Regions from separate parts of the Mus musculus genome. Here region 1 is linked to region 2. Evidence: chromatin contacts called from public HiChIP or PLAC-seq data. All regions are on one chromosome and are shown on one strand. Each heading gives the region's core, a stretch centred on a gene start, on an enhancer-like site or on the middle of the called end of the contact. The rest is flanking DNA. Distances are from core to core; before and after follow the strand shown. Region 1 has its middle 32 kb from the start of 2210417A02Rik. Region 2 overlaps Mtus2 (microtubule associated tumor suppressor candidate 2).

Region 1 (2,947 bases), core at 28-2,527, 440 kb before region 2:
AGCTTGTCCATGGGCATTCAAAGTCACTGGTGGGCAAACCTACAGGAGAACCCCCAAGCAGAACTAGTGACCATGGTCTGTGTTGGAGGGAGGGATAGGTTTGGCTTTTATTGGGGTCCTGAGCTTCTGTTGTTCATGAAATGCATCTCTCCTCTTAAAGGGGACAGGGGAAGTTTATTCCTGAGATAAATATTCATGGCAGAGGCCTAGGGGCAGGGATTAGGGTTACCCCAAATTCAATGTTACAACATGGAAATAATTTCATCGAGCTGTCATAATCCCCGAATAAAAGAAAGTCATACATAAATCAAGGCATTCCCCAGATCTATTCATGGGAACATCAGGTAGGTGGGTTAGAACAAAAGGAAAGAAACCTGCTATGGATGTCTGATGTGGTCCCATGACATTCTTCACTTTGGATTTGTGGAAGCAAAGATCTTGTCTTAATTCACTTTCCATTGGCATCCAAAGCAACCTGTGAGAGTTTATTTCAGCTCACAGCTCATCGTCCATCCCTGAGGGAAGTCAGGGCAAGAATTCTGGCAGGAACCTGGAGGCAGGGACTGAAGCAGAGGCCACCGAGGAGCGCTGCTTACTGCCTGGCTTCCCTTGAACTGATTTCTCAGCTAACTTTTTTATATTGCCCAGGACCACCTGTCTCAGGGCTGCAGTAGGCTAGACCCTTCCACATCAATGGCTAAGCAAATGTCCCCAGACTTTCCTACAGGCCAGCCTGATAGTGTCAAGTTGACAAAGACCTAAATAATGCAATCTAAAAACCTGCGCCTGAGGGTCACACGGTGTCAGGTTGGACACAGAGAACAGCTATGAAGAGGAGTTTTCGGTGTAAGATAACTTGGACTCTGAATCTATAACATTTCTACTCTGAACCACTGGGAAGTTCTAATCAGCCAATCTCCTTGCAGAATCTTTATCACGAGTATGGATTTTTTTCCCTTGCAACTTTGCTTCCTGCTCTGACTTTTCAGAGGGCATAATACAAGCACTTAGCAACCCACTGTAAGGTCTTAGCTAAGCACACTCGAGATCCAGATGGGATCGGTAGGGGTTCAGGACTGAGGGGTGGGGAGACCTGGGATTCTTAGAACTCGATGAGATTGGAAGAGGCCTGGGAGACGCCATGCATGCTGGCCAGGTGTCTCTCCTAATGAGACCAAAACTCAAAGGCTCAGAGAAGTCACCCCAATACTTACTCTCTATCTCTGGAGTTGGAGATGAATCATCTGTCCTTCCATTTTTAAAATAACTGTGTGAGTAATAGTGCTAATATTTTCCATTTTAAGAGAAACCCAGAAAGTGAAAGGAGATTGTTTTCCTTAAGCAATGCAGATGCCAATGTAATAAAACCCTTCGAGTACTTGTGTGTGCGTACAGCAGGTAAAGCATGTCACAGTGGGTTCACCCTGGTCACATGGAAGGACACCGGACTTTCTGACCAGGGTCATCTAAGTATCTGGGAGAAAGACAGGGGTTTAACCTTCCCTAAACTACTGAATGCCACTGTAATAATTGGTTGCCAGGGCACTGGAAACCTTCGGGATGGGTGGCTCCACGGAGCCTGCATCTGCTGGCTGCCCTTCTGTCGGATGCAGGAGGCGGACGTGGGGGAACCAGCTCTCTGTGGCTGCAGATCTGCACCCTGCCTTTCCTCCCCAGCTGCCAGTTTGAAGGGCATGTGGGCTGTGTGATCCCTTTGTTCCTTTGAAAGAGAAGAGAAATGTGCTCGGTGTAAAAATAGGGTTTAAAAGGCTTTAAAAACCAATCATGCCACATCAGGACGGGTGACAGAGGAGAGTGCTTCCTGTGGTGGCACCTGCAGAGACCCCTCCCCCACCCCAGGTATCTCTGCCCCGCCCTGCTTCTCCTCTGCACCTCGGATTGGGTGCTCCTGGGATTCCATCTACTGGAGCCACTTGCTTTTAGGGTTTAAAGAGAGTCAATTCACTCACTGGGGGCAGGAGACAAAGCTGGGCTTGGGGCTGGGGCTTCTCAGTCCTCTCTCTGGTCCCCTTATTTTTACTTAAGAGCGGCAGGCTTTTCCATTAAAGTTCCCAGATCTTCCTCCACAAGCCCTTTCTATATTTTTAGCACCACAGTCCCTCTTATCTGGATGTGGTAACCCCTTAAAGTCTTTGAGGGCCATCCAAAAAACATCCAGGGTATCTTGTTAAAGGACGAAGCGTCAAGAGCGACGTGCCTTTTACATACTGGACCTCACATCACCTTTTGCTAGTTTTAAGGACTTTATTTACTCTTTAAGGGCAAGAATCGGGCCCTAGGTCAGCTAAAGATGCACTCCATTAAAGATGCACAATTAATTCCGTGGCACTCTGTAGGGATCTCTGCACACGACCCTCCAGCATGGCTCCTTCCTTGCTGTGACAGCCTCAGTCAGGGGCTGAGGCTTGTAGCTCAGTCTGTAATCAGTTGTTCTTCACTGCTGGCCTTGAGGGGAAAAAAAGTCATTTGCTGTGCCCCGAAGGGAGTCTTTAGTGTAATTCCACATTCCTGGCTGGTACCCAGGGCCCCACACTAGCTGTCAGTCCCACCTAGCTCCCTCCTCACCATCCCCGTGTTACACCAGGGCCCCACTCAGGGCTTTGGCATCAGACCTTCATCCGAGCTTTCAATCTCAGCTCTGCCAGTGACTCTGGGTAAGCAATTAATGAGTCACTTTCCTCTGGAAAGTGGAGTTAGTGGCACTTCCTTTATTTGTACAGAGAAGGCTTTTGAGCATATGTGAGACTGTTCGGTGACTTGGAACAAGAGCTCTTCCCTTCTGAGCTCTCCTCTGTGATTTGTCAGAAAAATTACCATAACCAGCCCACAGTGCTGGGTGAGTGGTCTGACAGCTGTCTCCCTGGTGCAGCCCTCTGAGTAGCGCTAGTGAGGACCCTATGCTGACTGCAAAGATAGCCCACCCCCC
Region 2 (3,297 bases), core at 655-3,154:
GCAAGAAGAGCCAAGTGGTTTTAACTCCTGAGCCATTTCCATAGCCTTTCTCCCATAGTTCTAGCCTGGTCTGTGTAAGTGCTAATCATAGGCACCAACCATATGACTTGGGCCACGATGCTCCCAAGGAATTAAATAAGAAATAGGACCACCCAGGAGCAGTGGCACATACCTGTAGTCTCAGGATTTGGGAGGCAGAGGCAGAGGTTGTAGGTTCCAGCCCAGCTTGGGTTATACAGTAGGACCCTGCCTCAGAGAACAAAGAGGGGAGGGATCTTTCTTAGCATTCTGATATTTGAGTAAATAACTAAGTCCTTTCTTCTGTGAATTAAATTTCACACATGACACTTACATACTAAGCTGCAAAGAAGTCAGGAGCTCTCCCCTGAACAATACTGCCTCTTACCTATACATCTGGCTTAACTTGGTAAAATGTGTCATGCTGGGGGAGAGAGAGAGAGGTTTTCCTTGGCATCTTCAGGTGAGCCAGTCACAGAACACGTGTAACTCTGCAGTAATTTCCATGGCTCTCCGTGCACAGACCATTCATTTTCAGTGTGAATATTAAAAAGTGTGGCCGGATTTATAACAGAGCTCAGGGAGGGCATCCCAAGAGGTAGGGGGCAACCTTTAGTCTTCTTTCTGCTACAGTTTCAAGATAGTGCTGATACAATATTTGAAATAATCAATAAGTTTTATTTCTTTCTCAACTAATTAACTCAAGCTACAGTGTGTTTGTATAACGACCCACTTTTCTACTATGAAATGAAATTTAACAACAACAAAAACCCATTTAACAGGAAGTACTGCTCATATTCAATACTCTACCATATACTCGACTGTCTGATTGTGTGAACAATGTAGTCAAACCCTGTATTAAAAGAAACCAGAGTGACTGAACTTAAAAGGTTGGTCCAGTCTTTGTCCCTGTGCATGCTGGGAGAATCCCTAGTTAAAAGAAACATCTTGTTTACCCAGGAGACGGTGGCTAATGAGGGAGCATCATCCTAGCAGGAAGATAACAAGGGTATCCACATCTGGATGGCTAACAAGCAACTGGAAACAGAGACGGATGAGGCCAAGGAGCAGGAAATGCTAATTGAACATGCAAGGCAGGAGCATCCTAGAGAGCAAGCAGCAGAAAGAGAAGAAGCCAGCGAAGGGAGTTTTAATACATTTGTGTAGCACTTAAGACGCTTTTAGGCTCTTTGTAGATTCTCCCTTCCTTTAGTCTACCTTCCCAAAAGTATGAACAGTGCAGTCAGATTGCATCTCTGCTAAAAAGCAAGCAAGCAAGCAAGCAAGCAAGCAAGCAAGCAAACAAACAAACAACAAAACCAAAAGCAACCTTCCCCCAAATGAAATGAACCCCAAAGCCAAAACCAAACAACAACAACAAAACTCTGGGAGATCTACACTTCTCCATTAATACAAGTAAAGAAACCGCAAGCCTGGCTTCCAGGCGGGAGAGGTCTCTGCACTCTCTGTACTGTATTTTCCAGAGTTTAGTCTAAGTGAGAACTATCCTTTTGTGCTTCATCACATCGGAGCAAAAGCACTTCCTGGTGAACTCTTTGTTTGTAGCTCAATCCCCACTCCATGTCAGTTTAACAAAACCCCGCCCCATCCTTAAAACTCCGCCCCATCCCCACCCCCACCATGAGCCTCACTTATGATTCTTTTCCAGCTTTTTCCCAGTCGTGCAGTGGCCAGAACCTTCATTTAATTATCCTCTAGTCTGTAACTACTGTTTGGTTGCTCTCTGTGTGTGTCATGGATGTCTATACTATCTGTACTTCCTTGGGAGAATGTAGAAGCGCAAGGGAATCAGTAACTGGGAAAAGGCTGGTCACGTTTCTAGATCATTCACTGATAGTCTGCAGCAACCAGGCCTGGAGGACAGCAGTGACACATATGGCCAATTGGATAGCTAGGTGTGGGCAGGAAGACAACAGGCATGCATAGCTTTTAAAGACTTGTTTATTTTTATTTTACGTGCATGGGTGTGTATTTGACTGTATGTATTTTTGTATGCATGTATATGTTCAGTATCTGCATGCAGTGCCAGAGGAGGCCAGAAGAGGGCATTGGATCTCCTGGAACCACAGTTACAGATGGTTGTGAGTCACTTGTGGGTGCTCGGAATTGAACCCAGATCCTCCACAGAGCAGCCAGTGCTCTAACCACTGAGCCACCTCTCCAGCCCCAACATGGATAGGTGTTTTTTTTTTTTTTTTTTTTTAAACATTTTCTTGCTGAGCAGTTTTATTTTCCTTTTGTTCTCTGGGAAGATTGTACAGTTTTTCCTGGTCCACCATGGTAGAGAGCTATTTCCAGGTGACACTTTCCTAGCCTTATAGGAAGACTGTACAGTTTCTCCTGGTGCATCACAGTAGAGAGCCATTTCCTGGAGCCGCTTTTCTACCCTCCTTTCGGAGATGGTTTACAAAGTTACAGAGCTCACCATTTAAAAAAAAAAAAAAAAAAAGAACATCTTAGCTACTGTGTAACCAAACTGAAAAAAAATGTTATCTCTGAAGTTCCTATGTCCTCTCACATAGTTAAGTGACGGTAGTAGGAAAGGTTTGGTTTCAGAGGGATAACTTGCTGGGCTAGAGCTATCAGGAAAAGTTTCTGATGACTTCTACTTCACCCTAACACTTTTCAAACTGTGTTGATGCTGGATGGTGAGGGGCAACAGAGGGCGGAGCTTACAGTGGGAGGACCAACAGAGGGCGGGGCTTACAGTGGGAGGGCTAATGGAGGGCGGGGCTTACAGTGAGAGGACTAGCAGAGGGTGGGGCTTGCTGAAACTCACAGCCAGCTATGCCCAAAGCAGGAGGCAGAATGAAATGCTCTACTAAGTCTCCTACATCACAGTGCTTGCACAACAGCTATGGAGTGAAGGAAGGACTTGGGCACACACACTTCTTGTGAAGTGATCCTGAAAAGCAAGTATTAGCAAAACAACGCCTGCTCTTATTTTAAAAGAAGTCCCCACTCCTTTAAAAGGCACCTAAATATGCAGCCATTAAACCCTATGCTGGAAAAACTATTCTGAAACATGAAAAAGAAGAAAAAAATATCAAGAAATACGGGTGTCCCAGTAATGAGAAGGTCTATTAATTAACGTTTTACATTTTTATCACAGGAAACTGAGGTACTGAACTTGGGGTTTCACAGCTAAAACAAATGGCAGTTCATCAAACAGCATGCTTCTTCAGAGATGAATAACAAATTATTTTCCAAAAATCCTTAAATGCAATAGTAATATAAGGAAGGCTATTATTTTAGCAA

What was found. HiChIP or PLAC-seq counts read pairs in DNA pulled down with a chosen protein or histone mark.
Region 1: an H3K4me3 HiChIP or PLAC-seq map of the SCID.adh cell line shows a contact between it and region 2, with 10 read pairs. The contact joins two enhancer-like sites. A contact is called at or near these places in 1 of 115 datasets of contacts at active chromatin or transcription factors (the SCID.adh cell line) and 1 of 9 other capture datasets (embryonic stem cells).

Annotation. Positions count from the first base shown.
Region 1 is chr5:148,707,996-148,710,942 of GRCm38.p6, reverse strand. No RefSeq gene overlaps it. Among named protein-coding and RNA genes, the nearest start is that of 2210417A02Rik, 32 kb to the left of the region's middle. Within about 2 kb of position 1,277, at least 162 of the 459 cell types and tissues checked have an H3K27ac peak or open chromatin away from gene starts, as enhancers often do. A contact at or near this core is called in the SCID.adh cell line, where this site is marked.
Region 2 is chr5:148,267,153-148,270,449 of GRCm38.p6, reverse strand. The region is part of intron 7 of Mtus2 (microtubule associated tumor suppressor candidate 2); the gene reads right to left. Among named protein-coding and RNA genes, the nearest start is that of Gm46928, 120 kb to the right of the region's middle. Within about 2 kb of position 1,904, at least 2 of the 459 cell types and tissues checked have an H3K27ac peak or open chromatin away from gene starts, as enhancers often do. A contact at or near this core is called in the SCID.adh cell line, where this site is marked.